Regions from separate parts of the Lactuca sativa genome. Here all the other regions are linked to region 1. A link is a contact called in public Hi-C data. All regions are on one chromosome and are shown on one strand. The core of a region is the stretch at or near the end of the contact, and the rest is flanking DNA. Distances in the headings are between cores, read along the strand shown. Region 1 holds the start of LOC111884887 (DNA polymerase II subunit B3-1). Region 2 holds the start of LOC111884885 (zinc finger protein CONSTANS-LIKE 5). Region 3 holds the start of LOC111903280.

Region 1 (4,977 bases), core at 157-2,656:
CAAAGAAAAAGATAATAACCATTGTAAATATGTATCTTTATTGTATTGTTTTGTTCCACATTTATGTTTTTTTTATATCTCTATATTTACAATGATCTCGTTTGTATATAATGTTATGTTATGTGTTATATATCCTAGTTGTTATTGGTATTCCATTGTCGGCTTTGTATTTTCCATTAGTTACAATATTGTGTATAACTTTATTGTTAGCATTTCGATTCATCCCTAGAACATAACATTTGCATCCTTGATCAATGTTATTTTAATGCATTATGGTAGTTGTATTCTTTCTTTGATGTAAAGTTAACACACCATGGAGATTATTGTGTATTAAGATTCATTAAGATTCACATGTGATCTTCATATGGGTTTAGAATTTAAACTAATCTACATGGTTGATCATAAATAACGCTAATAAGCATATCATATTGATTCGCTATAACATAAGGTGTTTTTTAGCATTCAATATCTCATTTAAGAGATCAAAACAACATTTTTATACTTTTACTTTAGGGAAGAAAAAATCTGATAGAATTCAATTCGAATTGAAAGTGTAATTGGTTTGATCTTAAAAGTCAAAGGGTTGCTTCTTTTGGAAATTTGGCTATGGATACACAGAACTAATGAAAAATCTCTGAATTCTATCAGAAAAAAGACCCAAAACTAGAATTTCAATACATTTCATTACTAGGACATGATATCTGAAACTTAATTGATGAGAATCGAGCCATTGATAATCTGTAATGGAGCATTTTACAGTGATCTAGAAAGCGAATAAGGTTAATCAAGTAGAAATTTTAGTTTGTAAAGGAAGAGATACATACAGATCCGATAAGCGTAACTCGTTTTCTGGAGATAAAGCAAACACTGACAAGTTCTACTAAACCCTAAGGTTCTTTCTGGAAGAAACTGTCGATCCGACGAGTGCCAACAGGAACAGGGTTATTATCACTCCTTTTATGAGGTCGATCAGGTTTCGATGATGTCTGAGCCGCCGCTGGTGGCGGCGGCAATGGAAGTGAATCGAGAAGGAAATCAGCAGTCGGCTGGTGTCTCTTAACGGCGATTCGAAGGTGCTCCAGCTTTATTGTCTTCCTTTTCTTCTCAACTGCAACCTCCGATGATTTCTCGGCCAAGAACTTGACGAAAAGCTCGGTGGCGTTCGAGATTAGGAATAGGGCATCGGCGTTGATTTTGTTGATATCTTTGTCGAGTTTCATAATCCGTTTCACTCTGCCGGTTGGTATACTTGATTGGACGGTTTCTGTGTGAATCTCTTCACCTTCCGCCATTGATAACTGTAAATCTGTAGAGTGAAACAGGAGTTTTGGGCTACAGAATTTTGGGGAAGAAATTGTTTGGTTATTTAGGGTTTGATTTTGGCGGGAAGATGAAATGTTTTGGGCGCGGATTAATGGTCACGAAAAAGAACTTATCGAGAACTCTAATATATGAATAAAATGCATAATTAGCTCGGATTTAAAGAAAATATCAGCAAAGCCCCTCTAGTTTCATTGTTATTTTAAAGAGAGCCCTAACTAAAATCGAACCTTTTTTTTTGTAAACTCACTAAATATGTTATGTTATGTAGTACGAGTTTATGTTTATTTATGTTTGTTTATAGTTGTTTATATTGGATTATGTTTGTTTATATTCATTTGTGTTTGGCAGAGACGATCCAACCAGTTTGGAGGCTTTAAACGAATCAAAAATTTGAAGCTCTTTTCATTAGTATTATAATGTTATAAATTAAACCTTCCTCCTTTTGAAAATCCAACTTGGGTAATAAATATTTAAAAAATAATAATAATAAATAAATAAACCAAACCCCTATTAACCCTAATAGATTATAGATAGTCTAGTCGGAAAAAAAATAGTCAAGACTATTCTACAATCTACATCAAAGTTTAAAAAACATATTTCATTCTTCTTTTGTGCAGAAAATAAAAAAACAGATTTCTACATGACTACATCAAACTGATTTCTATTTTCTACATCAAACAAAACTGCATCAAAATAACAAAATTTATCAATTATCATAGATAATAGATTATCAGATTATCACAAATTCAAATTCATAGATAATTAGTTGTGGTGAAATAGAGAACTAGAGGAAGAATCGAAGAAGAACAATAGAACATACCTATTTAGAATTCAGCCTTTCAAGATTCAAGATTCTGGACAGGAATCACCAAATCAGTTGAGTTAATATTGACGCTTGACATCCTTTTCAAAAAAAATCAATCAACTTATCAAAAATCACCATGAAGAATATTAGAAGAATAATAGAGAATCAGAGAAGTAATGTTTTTTTGTGGTTCTGAGTAGAATCAAGAATGAAATCACTAATCAGTTAATTAGATTCAAAGGACATAAAAAGAAGAGGAAGTGAAGAACACTTGTTGAGTCGCGGAATTTGTGGTTCTAACTAATATGTTAATTATACTCATATGATAGAAAAAGAAGAAGAAGTGAAGAACAGTTGTTGAGTCACAGTTTCTACCGAATGTTTTCTGCCGATGTACATGAATGAAGAATCTGAATAAATAATCCCCAAATTTAATTTTAGGTTAAGGGGGGCCCTTAGAATTAGGGGACCTAAGCAAGGGCTTAATTTTTATTATAGTAAGGTCGGCCTTGTGTGTTGGTTATGTTTGTGACAATTCTTATTTTCCTAACAATTTTCAAAACACCACAGTATTTGCAACACTCGTTCCAGGTATGGTGTTATTTTCAAGTATATATGGCAATTTTCTTTGGAAACCATGATGTGGCGTCGAGTTCAGGGTCGCGGGATTTAATGAATCACTACGATGTGGTAGTGGCTGTTGGGGAAAACTTTAGATGTAACGCCCCATTTCTGGTATGTGATTTAAATAAAGTAATTTTCTTTTTCTTAAGGGGTACTCAACGAGTCAGTAGCCCGACTCGTTGAGTAGAGACGGGATTTGCATGCGGTTTAAGTTGGCTACTCGACGAGTCCATATTCTTGGACCCGACGAGTCTGCCAATCTGGATGAAACCCTAATTTCAAGGGTTTGCACCCTATTTAAACAACTCTATGCGCCCAAAATCAGCCTCCATCACCCTCAGAACGTCCCTTACTAAACCCTAGCCTTCCTTTAAGCATTCTTGGAGTATTTCTCATCTTGTGAAATATTTTGGTGCATTTTGGGGTTAGAAGAAGAAGAGAAGAGAGGGGTTTTCAAGAAGAGCAAAGAAGATCCGAGTTTCTTGTGTCATTCCAGTTCCCATTGAGGTATAAAGCTCGAATCTTTGCTTGTTATCATGTAGATCTCCTTAAAAGCTTGCTAGTGTTGTTTTCTAGCCATTTCTAGACATTGATGTCGATTTAAGAGTAGTTATGATGAATGGGCTTCAGATCTAAGCATTTCAGAACTCCTTAAGCTCAAGGTTGCCACCTTTATTGAGCTAAATTCCCATTCCAAACATAGATCTCCTCTTTTAGATATTTATTGGGCATTTAAGCTTCTTATGAGCATGCATGCACATAAAGTTAGAAACTTTATGTGTGAAACCAGTCCTAGGAACCCAGATCTATGAATTGGATGCACTGGAATCCAGCAAAATCGACTGTATAGTAATGGCATGTTTAGGACTCGACGAGTTGTTCTTCAGACTCGACAAGTCGAGTCGCGAGTCCCCGATTTTTCACCGTTTGAGAGTTTAGGGTGAATCAGTGAGTGAGAATGGACTCGGTGAGTTAGAGCTCAGATCTAGTAATGGAGGGACTCGTCCAGTCTACACGCTATCTCGGCAAGTCCGGTCAACTGAAAGTTGACTTTGACCAGGAAGTTGACTTTGAGCAAGGGTAAAATAGTCATTTTACCCCGAGGGCAGTTATCAGTACCTGATCTAGTGTTTTTGGGATTTGTAGCCGGAGAGTTCCGGAGCAACAGTCAGCTAGTTTCAGATTTAGCATCTCAGCAGCCAGCGTTACGAGGTGAGTTTTCTTCCAGTAGGAACGGGTCTACAGCCACAATGTCGACCCGTTTAGTTAGCAGTAGTTTCCGGACTTTGGTCTGATGCAGTAGTTCAGTGTGCTTGATGTCTTTGTGATTCAATCATGTCTTTGTGTTATGTGTTATGGACTTTGGTCAGATGCAGTATGCAGTATATGTGTTTATGCTAGTAGTTATGATTATGCTATGATATGTTCAGTCAGTTTCCGGACTTCGGTCTGATGCAGAGGGCAAGGCCCTGGTTAGTTCCGGACTTCGGTCCGATGCAGAGGGCAAGGCTCTGTTTAGTTCCGGACTTCGGTCCGATGTAGAGGGCAAGGCCATGGTTAGTTCCGGACTTCGGTCCGATGCAGTTTCCGGACTTCAGTCCGATGCAGTTTTCGGATTTCGATCCAATGCAGTGGGCAAGGCCCAGTATGTGCTTTATGTGTTATTGTATGGTATGTGGTAATTTAGGGGAGCTCACTAAGCTTTGTGCTTACAGTTTCAGTTTTGGTTTCAGGTACTTCCGCTAGCAAAGGGAAAAGCTCGGGTTGATGGCATGGCACACACCACAGTTGCAATTTTATCCTGGGAGTTTATTTCAGATATTTTGATATGATATTGACTTTTGTTTTGAATTGGTATATTTACTATGGCATTTTGAGACATACAATTCATGGTTTTATTATATAACATTTGATGTTATGGTTTTTAGTAATATTAAAACAAAAAAATTTTGGTTGTATTTTTCGGATGTTACACTAGAGTTTAAGGGTTGAGCCTTATTTAAAGATCCTTAGCCCCTTTCTGTTGGATTAGTGTCTAAGCCCGTAACCATATTTGTCAAGTACTTGACCCGATTGTGCATGGTCCTTTTGGGTTGCCTTCATCAGAGCAACTTGACTGGAGAAATAATAAAGAAAGAGGTTATTATGATTATTAATATGTTATAAGAATAATATATTAAAGGAGAAATCATATTTGTTTAATTAATATTGGTCAATAATTAATT
Region 2 (4,615 bases), core at 1,940-4,439, 130 kb before region 1:
TGGATGATGTTGTTGCCTGTTTACTACTTTTCATTGTTGTGATATTGTACATGACATCCTCCGCCCCAGAACGTTACCGCCGTTCATGGTTTTGGGGTGTGACAGATCATTCTACAATTTCTCGAATATCTTATCATATATATATATATATATATATATATATATATATATATATATATATATATATATATATATATATATATATATATATATATATATATATATATATAATCAAAGGAGGTGGATAATTGCCTTATTTGAGATAATGATGTTTTATTCAGATTAGGGTTATCCATATCATTCTTGGTGCACTATATAAATGGTGCTAAACCCTATGATTTTCGATGATAATTGATTCCAAGTAGAAGAAACCAAAATTTTGATCTCCTTCCTCCTTTCTCATATCATTCTCTTGCATTATGTGTTTGTGAGCCATTAGAGGTGTTACACTTGTGACACTAAGTTCTCAAGCTTCAAGATCTATAAGGGAATCATTATTATTACAATATAACAATCAAGGTATGTAAGCTAGCCCTAGTTTTATGTTGATTTCGAAATTTGTGGTTACATCCTAGGGTTTCTCCTTTTGTGTTCAAGTTTGCATGTTCAATTAGAGAAAACCTAAATCCAAAGTATTATGGTTGCATGCACACATATGAATTGTTGTTATGCTCAAAACCCATCAATTGTGGTTTTCACATTTGTTCTGATTTGCAAAGGCTAAAAAGAAGTGAGGATGTGGAGCATGGGAAGATGAACTTAATCATGGACAATAGGAGATCGTCACATGTTACCAAGATTGGCGTTTATTCTTTAATGCTTAGTAGTGGGTTATGTTTAGATTTAAACAATTGTTGCTACTCGTCATAGATGACGCGAAACATCATTTCATTTCATGCTTTATATAGACAAGGTTTTAGATATTCTTTTGATAATGAGAATGGATCTATTTATGCTTATAATAATGGTGTATTTTATGTTGAAGCTTTACCTTGTGATGGCATGTATGATACTGTGATGGTCGTAGACAATTTAGGTAATAATGTTCTTCAAATTGATTCGTCTAATGGCTTAGACAAAGCATGCTTGTGGCATTGTCGTCTTTGACATGTCAACAAGAAATGCATTGTCCAACTCCAAAATGATGGAGTGTTGGAATTGTTCAACTTAAGGTTAAATGATACATGCAAGTCTTGTTTACTTGGAAAGATGACTAAATCATCTTTCGCTGGCTCTTGTGAAAGATGTGAATGATTGTTGGATCTCATACACACAAATGTGTGTAGGCCCTTCAGATCCACCACAAGGGATCAAACCAATTCTATGTGGCTTTTACTGATGATTGTAGCAGATATTGATATATCTACTTAATCAAACATAAGTCAGAAATCTTTGAAAAATTCAAAGAGTTCAAACAAAAAGTCGACAATCAATTGAACAGGAAGATCAAGATGCTCAAATCTGATAGAGATGGTGTGTATCTTAGTATCGAGTTCCACGACTACCTCAAAAAATATGGAATAGTTTCGCAATTAAAACCACCTAAGACACCACAACTTAATGGTGTGGCTGAGAGACGCAATCGAAGTAGAGTATTTGTATTTGAATAAAAAAAATGGTGAAAAATATTGAAAGAAATTGTGATTTGATTTCAATACAACTAATAAATATATAACATATGCAAATTTCTCATAAACATATCTCTCGAATTGTTTTACGAAACTAAATGGTAATGATCTTACAGTTCTACATGCAAAACTGAAATTTACAATATATTCACGAAATCATTTTTTATCTACCAAAATTTTAACTAACCAAACATAAATCTTTTCATGAAACGATGATGATCTTGTGATAGAAGTTGTAAAGATAATCCTTTGATGTAATCTCTCTTATAGATTTGGGATTTTCGTGAAATAATAACAAACAAAACAAAAAAGTGAAATTGGCTTAATTTATACAAGCTCAAAACCCATTTTGTTAATGGAACAAAAATAATTAATGTACAAAAGCACAGAAAACATACAACTAATTAATATTCCCTGCTATTAAGTGTTTGTTAATAACAACAAATAAAGATATTGTTACGTTATCTGAACTGAGATTACTTTTTCTCCTCTATGTAAACATGTATTTATACTGTACTTACATAACATAGATATACAAGTATACAACTGATTTATGGCATCGAGTTTAAATCAAATTCAGCGATTCTCGTTGATTTACTCGTGCGGTTGACCGGAGAAGACATGTAGTCGCCGGATATTTTGTTACGTTGACGGATTCTCTTCAGCTTTCCGGCGGTTGAATCGGAGCTTGACTGAAACGAAGTTGTTTCGTCTTGTTCCGGAATCGGAGACGACGGCGTAAGGTGGTTTGTGTTCGCCGATGAACAATCGAAGTCATCCTGAATATAAAATAAACATCGTTATTATCAAAACTATTAATAGATCTAATTGAAATTTGCGAGATTTTGGGGGAATAAATATAAAAAAAAATCCACAATCAATCAACGAAATCACGACTATCAAAGGATAATTGTTGTACCTCAGAGGTAAGATTAAGATCTACAACATTCTGGCGTTTTCGCTTCATTGAAACGCCTCCGTCGGAAATCGATAAATCTCCGCTGGTAGATGAACTAGTTGCCGGTGGGAGCGGCGTCGATGACGACGGCGCAACGTGATTATCAATTTCATTCACTGAAACCTCTAATTCAAGCTTATCGGCATACACGCCTCCGTCGTATTCATCGTTACCTCCGACTTTCTCTTCTCCGTTGTCTTCATCGTCGGAAATATCTTCAACAACACACTTTGCACAGATCGACGCCGTGGAAGGGCAAAGTTTATCGCCGGAGGCAGTCCAAATCGTCGGAGACTGACATAGTTGGCAAAGAAGGCTCCTCGAATGCCTTGCTACAAGGAAGTTGGCTGAATGAACTTTCGCATCGCAGCTCCAACATAAGCTAGCCATGTCTGATTCACAGTATACTTTAGCCGTAGATTTGCAAAGCACACATCTCTTCATCTTCGTTTACAACTTCAGATCCTTAAAATTCTCTCTCGAAATCAAATACTTGAATAATGAATACTTGCGGTTGAACTTGAAGGAGAATATGGTGAGAACAAGAGAAAGATGATGTGATTTGTAAGCGAATAGCTATGACGAAACCACTTGCTCTCACCTGTTGAAACCACCCTGGTTTTCAATATATATAACGAAAATGCCACTCGATTAGAAAGTAATTCATCTATCATTTCAACTTTTGGAAAAGGTGATTATATAAAAATATCAGCCTTTGGTTTATTTTTTCTTTAAGTTTTAATTAATTTCAAAAATAAAATTGTAAGGTATAGAATTTTTTTGTTTTTCTAATAGGGTTAAATATATACATACTTAACTTTATTTCTGAAGTAATTTAACAAAACATTTTTGCATTAATTATACAACCATGTATTAATTAAGAAATTATTTTTATTGCAAAATTAATTAAAACTTGAAACATTATATGATTTTTTTTGAAGTAAATGTATTGTAATACACCAAAATTGTAGATTTCCTAATTATAACATGTTAGATAAATAAGAGGCTTTTGTAACCCTTTTAATGATTATCGTAAGATGCGGATTATGAATCGATCGGATTCAAAATATTATAAAATTTGTGCCAATGAATGAATCAAATCTGAATCAGTAAACATTAATATGTATTGAATGAAGATAAGATATGTTGTTCTTTTGCCCGGATACAATTGCTTCTATTTTCATTTTTTCTTCACATGCTTAAACATCTTAGCGACTCACGTCTGTCCTATCCTCGGACCTCTGACCTCCATCGCCAACGCCATATTGACCTTCTTTGGTGCCAATAACAACGTTGTTAATTTATTTATATTTTTGCTTTGAAGCAATGCCTCCAACAATCTATGTCTGCCATTGTGATTGCCTCCGAGCAAGTCATTGTAATTACGATTACATCCACTAGTGTTTTGGTGTTCATCTGTAATTGCCTTTAATTGATGCATTTATCTTATACGCTCATCGAAGCTTCTCTTACCGGGCAAATACTTCTTCTTTGTTCATCTAAAATTGCCTCAAATCGACACCTTCTTCTCTTACCAACGAGACATCTTATCTATTATTTATGTATAAATCAAAGAGAAACTTGAACTAAATTGTTTAAATTCAATGGAAATTGAAGTATTTATTATAAATCATATTTAACTAGAATTGTAGCTCAACCTCACTTATTGCACATTTTTTTTGTTTGTAGGCTGATTACGAATGCATTTTATGTATTTGATGAAATATGTAAGTTGGGAAATCATCACTAGTTTGAAGTCATATATTGCTTTAATAATCTTAAATGCTCTTAGTTTCATAACAACAATCGTGGACTTCTCATTGATGGTTTGTGTAATCAAGATCCAATTAGCACCATGAGATATTGTTGCCTTTTGATTTAAGATAATTTGAGTGAATTGTTGTGTTATTCTTGAATTCGATGATGAATCTTACTTTTGTATGTAAGTAGGAAAGCAATACCATTGTGAACCTTGTTTGTACACTTGAGAAAGATTTACATATTTGATTTGTTTTTATAATTACATATT
Region 3 (4,876 bases), core at 517-3,016, 160 kb after region 1:
CATATCATATCATATCATACTATATTATAAAGGAAACATTTTTTCCTTTCACCATATTCATTTGAAATTCCCATTCATTTTTCCTTTCACCACATTTATTTGAAACTCCCATTCATTTTTCCTTTCACCACATTTATTTGAAACTCCAATGACTTTTCAATTTCTTTCTAATAATAATTATAAGTTGGTTAATAAGATTAAATAAATTTCAAACCTAATGTGATCATATATAAACTAAATTTCAATATTAAAATAATATCTTTACTTCTACTTATAAAGTTATGTTTTTTAACTTACAACATATTATACTTAATTTATTAGTTTTAATATATTGTTGGATGTAAACCATTATCATTTTAAAGATACAATTTTGGAACAATTTGTATAAAATACTTAAATTATTAATTTGAATATAACATTACATGGTCAACTTAACTATAAATTTTTGTTTAACTTAAACAACCCAAATAATATTTTGTAAATAGTTAAAAATGATTAATCGTAGTGTCTTTCTAATAATGATTATACGTTGGTTAATAAGGTTAAATAAATATCAAACCTAAAATGTAATCATAAATAGACTAAATTTCAATTTTAAAATAATGTCTTTATTTATACTTATAATGTTATGTCTTTAACTTTTAACATATTAGATTTAATATGTTGTTGTATGTAAACCATTATCAGTTTAAAGCTACAACTTTTGAACAGTTTGGACAAAATACTTAAATTGTTAATTTAAATATAACATTACAATGTCAACTTAAATATAAATTTCAGTTCCACTTAAAAAATCAAAGAATATTTTGTAAACAGTTAAAATTGATAAATTGTAATGATAAATACAAAAACTAAATTGTAATTTCAATTTAACTAAAATATTTCCTAAATATATTTTTATAATTTTTAAAAGTTTTCGAATAAGTAATTTAAAATAATTTACAATAAAAATAGTTAAAAATAACTTTATATAAATGATTATATTGTTACCTTTAAAATCAAAAAACATCAAACATTGTTTTAAATAATTATAATGATAAAAATTAAAACATTAAGCAAATAAATTTTAAAAAATTAATTAACAATAACAATACTTATAAATAACATTAAACCATATATTATATTTAATTCTATTGATGTATAACTCGCATGTATAAGTCATTCAAATGATTGCATTTATGTAGTTATAATAGATGTATATATTATAATATAATTCAAAATAATCAATATATTATATCAATTTAGTATACAAATTATTATATCAAATTTAACAACAACGTTAGTGCTATATTTAAAAAACATATGTTTATATAGACTTCCGCTATGTAGATGTTTCTGCGCAACGCACGGACATTCGTCTAGTATTTTATAATTTTAGACAGAAACTATGGAGATTTTGTCTACGGGAAATGACAAAATATAGATGTTAGATATATAATGTAAGTTGATATTATATTATTTTTTTTTGGTACATACATATTACGGATAACAAATTTTAATATATTTTATAATATTGATTGGACGAGATAACCATCGGAATAAAATATCAACTAACATTAAAAAGTTGATTTCGTTTGTAACCCATTAGTATCGTTAATTAGTAAATATATAAATAACTTAAGCTAACAAAGGCATATATAAAACAAACACTTATAACCACAAAGATACAATCATACAAAGCCTTAAAATTAATTAAATGCGGTTGAAATGTAAATAAACAAAACATATGTTGCTTATCTAACAAAACTTAAGAGTTTGAGGGCAGATCAGTGAAAATTGTGAAATTCGACAACTCTTATGATTCGAAGCATTTAACGAATCGGATGATTTCTTGTGAATCAACAATGGAGGTCACGATCTTCTTGTTCTTCTCCTTCACTCCATCTCTATCTAAGGATAAGAAACCCTAACAATGGAGAAACACATTCAAACCTTCCTAAACAAAATCTCATACTTAGCAATCACCATAGCCACATTCACTCTACTCCTCGTCTTCCTCTTCCAAACCCCACCAGAAACCTGCATCAACCCTAACCACAAACCTCATCCCCGATCCTCCTGTGACGCCGCTCACCGCCCAATCACCACCATCGAAAAGAAAAACCACCGTCTATGGTCCACCCACACCTGGCGGAAATCCGTCGATTCGTTCTCTGCAATCTTCAATGATCTCCGAACCCTAAAACACATCTCCAACCACACACACGCTCTAATCGTCTCCGCCGGTGGCGGTCAGGCCGTCATGTCGCTAAAGGAGATCGGATTACACGAAATCACCGGCGTTGAAGTGGTTGATTCTCCGCCTCTAGTGAGTAGAGCAGATCCACATAATTTGCCTTTTTTTGATGGGGTTTTCAATTTAGGGTTCAGTGCGCATTTGGATCTGGCATTATTTCCATCTAGGTACGTTAGGGAGCTTGAGAGAACTGTTGTGGTTGGAGGCGTAATTGTGGTTTGTATGGAGGAGTGTGGAAATGGTGAGATGAATGAAGCTCTGAAACTCTTCAGGAATTCAAAGTTTTCTCAAGCGAAAAATGTCACATTGATGGGATCTAAAATGACAATGATCATCATGAAAAGAATTAAATCTCGTTCTTGAAGATATTCGAGGTAATTTCTATGTAATTAATTACTGTAAATTATGTTTTGATCATTATGTTATATCTGTTGTAGATGATGATCTTCAATGTCTATATTACACCAACTACATTTAAATCCATTCAATTTTTTCTTTGCTTGATTATGAGCATTCATAACTTCTCTTTGATTTTTTTTTTCTTGATTAGAACAGATTTTCTTGTATTCATATGTTTCTCTATCAAGTTGTGTTTTTGTTAAGTTGTTTCTCTATCAAGCTGTTTTTTTTTCCTTTTTTTTTTCTATCTCTTAGATGATTTGTGATTCCGATTTTAGATGTGAATTAACACACTTATCTTGCCATCCTTATGTTTGAGAACGTATTTGAGCTATTATGATGGTTTGTTTGTTTACTATTAAAATAAATATAGATGTTGTTTTGGATTTTTCTCGTTAAGAAACAAGAAGAGGGTAACATGGTGTAAAGACTCAAAATTTTGATGAATTTGGAAGTTATCATCTTTAAATAAATGTGTTTAGGTTGATTTTTTTTTTCTAAAAATGAATAGTTTTAATATCCTTTTGCTAAGTGTCATTCTAATATAACTCCTTATTAATATTATGTATGTGTCATGTAGATATATTAGGCAACTAATTTCAAAATTCAAATTTATATTTTTTAATTATATGTTAAATTAAGTTATAATAACTTTAAAATTTTGATATATCTCTTAATTAATAATTTATTTAAAATGACTTATTTAAAATAACTGATTAATAATTATAAATTTTTATTATAAAAGTTTAATTAATTTTATAACCGTAGTTACTACGGGTTATAAACTAATATTTAATATTTATTAATTAATTGGTATTTGGTTATTTGCTTGGAGGGTGCCCTAGAATCGAGAATCCCAAATCAAAAACATGTCTAACACCTAATTCGATGTTTGCCTTTCCATCGTCTTATCCTTATTGGCTCCCCCCCTTCGTCTTGTCGGATACTTGACACCAGTGTCAGCAAACACGAGCTCCACCGTTGCCATTAGACGTCGCCCTTCCCCTTTCACCAACCCAACATCGCTGGCGAACCAGTCGATAATTTGTCATTTTGTCGCCAACATTGCTCCATATTCAGTGTAAATGCTTAAATGCTAACACGTAATTAATTCTAGAGAAGTGTATAACATGTATAAATTTAATATGTGAAATGTTAACTTAAAACCGATCCACTGACCCTGACCATTGACATGAAACTTGAAACTGATTTGCGAACCTGTATAATTAAACGGGGTATGCGATTTGTGTATGGGTTGATGTTTCCATTCCACGAATCTATGACTCGCCAACCTGCCAACCTCAATACATATATGAGTTGGGTTGGGTCAAAGTATTCTAAATCCGCGACCCGAGAACTCGAATTCGACCTAATTGCCACCCTATTGTTTGTCATGAGAAGAAGATTAAACATGAAAATTTCATTAACCACAAAATAGTTTAAAAGGTTAAAATGATGGTTTTTATCATTTAGCACAATCATTCAAATAACTAACCAAATAACATGTTTTAGTTTAAAAACAAATTTATTTGTGTCATCTGAATCAATGAACAAGTCAGATGTTGGTAAATGCCTTTTAGTGTTGTAACATTTCAAAAAACAAAATCCTCTTAATTTAAAATAATCGATGCGGTCTAGATTATTCTCTTTTGCCATACCCTCGATGATACGATGTTTTGCAAACTTTTCAATTGGTTGCAAAAAGTGTGGCAAATATTATGGTGTTTTGTTTATGAGTGAATGAAATTTTAGGCTTTCATGTCACACTACTCTTTCATGCATGAGGCGTTCTACTATAGTCAACGACAACTAAATAAGCTCATGTTTAAGAGTAGTATACATTTGTACTTGTTTATCTTTATCATTTTTCTTATAAAAAATGTACGAATAAATGTGAAATTACTTTTATTCTTCAATCTTAACTTGTATAGACATAAACATGCCATAATGTAAAAACTTAAAATTGGTTCATGACAAACATTACATTAATCATTTATCTCGGGCTTATGTTATTACTTTGATGTAACTTATAATTAGTAATTTTAACAATTTAGTTTAATTTATAATTTGTATTTACATCACCCAAATCATTTTTAAATTCCAAAATAATAATTTAGTTCAACAACCAAGCCGATTGTATAGACACCACTTTATAGATTATATCTACTAGAATTACATCTGAATTTTATAATTGAAGTAGGTGATGCAAAATAATGACTAATTGAACTTAACTAATTATAA

Evidence for each region. Hi-C and Micro-C count contacts between places; a contact is called where the count stands out from the background.
Region 2: a contact with region 1 is called in a Hi-C map of seed, with 3 times the contacts expected there. The contact joins the promoter of LOC111884885 here to the promoter of LOC111884887 in region 1. A contact is called at or near these places in 2 of 4 Hi-C or Micro-C datasets (leaf and seed).
Region 3: a Hi-C map of seed shows a contact between it and region 1, with 3 times the contacts expected there. The contact joins the promoter of LOC111903280 here to the promoter of LOC111884887 in region 1. A contact is called at or near these places in 3 of 4 Hi-C or Micro-C datasets (bud, leaf and seed).

The regions. Positions count from the first base shown.
Region 1 is chr8:222,455,214-222,460,190 of Lsat_Salinas_v11, reverse strand. LOC111884887 (DNA polymerase II subunit B3-1) reads right to left here and starts at 1,406. Exons shown (of 1, transcript XM_023881182.3): 1 at 713-1,406. The coding sequence starts at 1,292. The coding sequence ends at 888.
Region 2 is chr8:222,591,810-222,596,424 of Lsat_Salinas_v11, reverse strand. It overlaps LOC111884885 (zinc finger protein CONSTANS-LIKE 5), which reads right to left and starts at 3,189. Exons shown (of 2, transcript XM_023881180.3): 1 at 2,548-3,189; 2 at 2,024-2,407. The coding sequence starts at 3,030. The coding sequence ends at 2,180.
Region 3 is chr8:222,295,958-222,300,833 of Lsat_Salinas_v11, reverse strand. LOC111903280 reads left to right here and starts at 1,766. Exons shown (of 2, transcript XM_023899064.3): 1 at 1,766-2,610. The coding sequence starts at 1,913. The coding sequence ends at 2,599.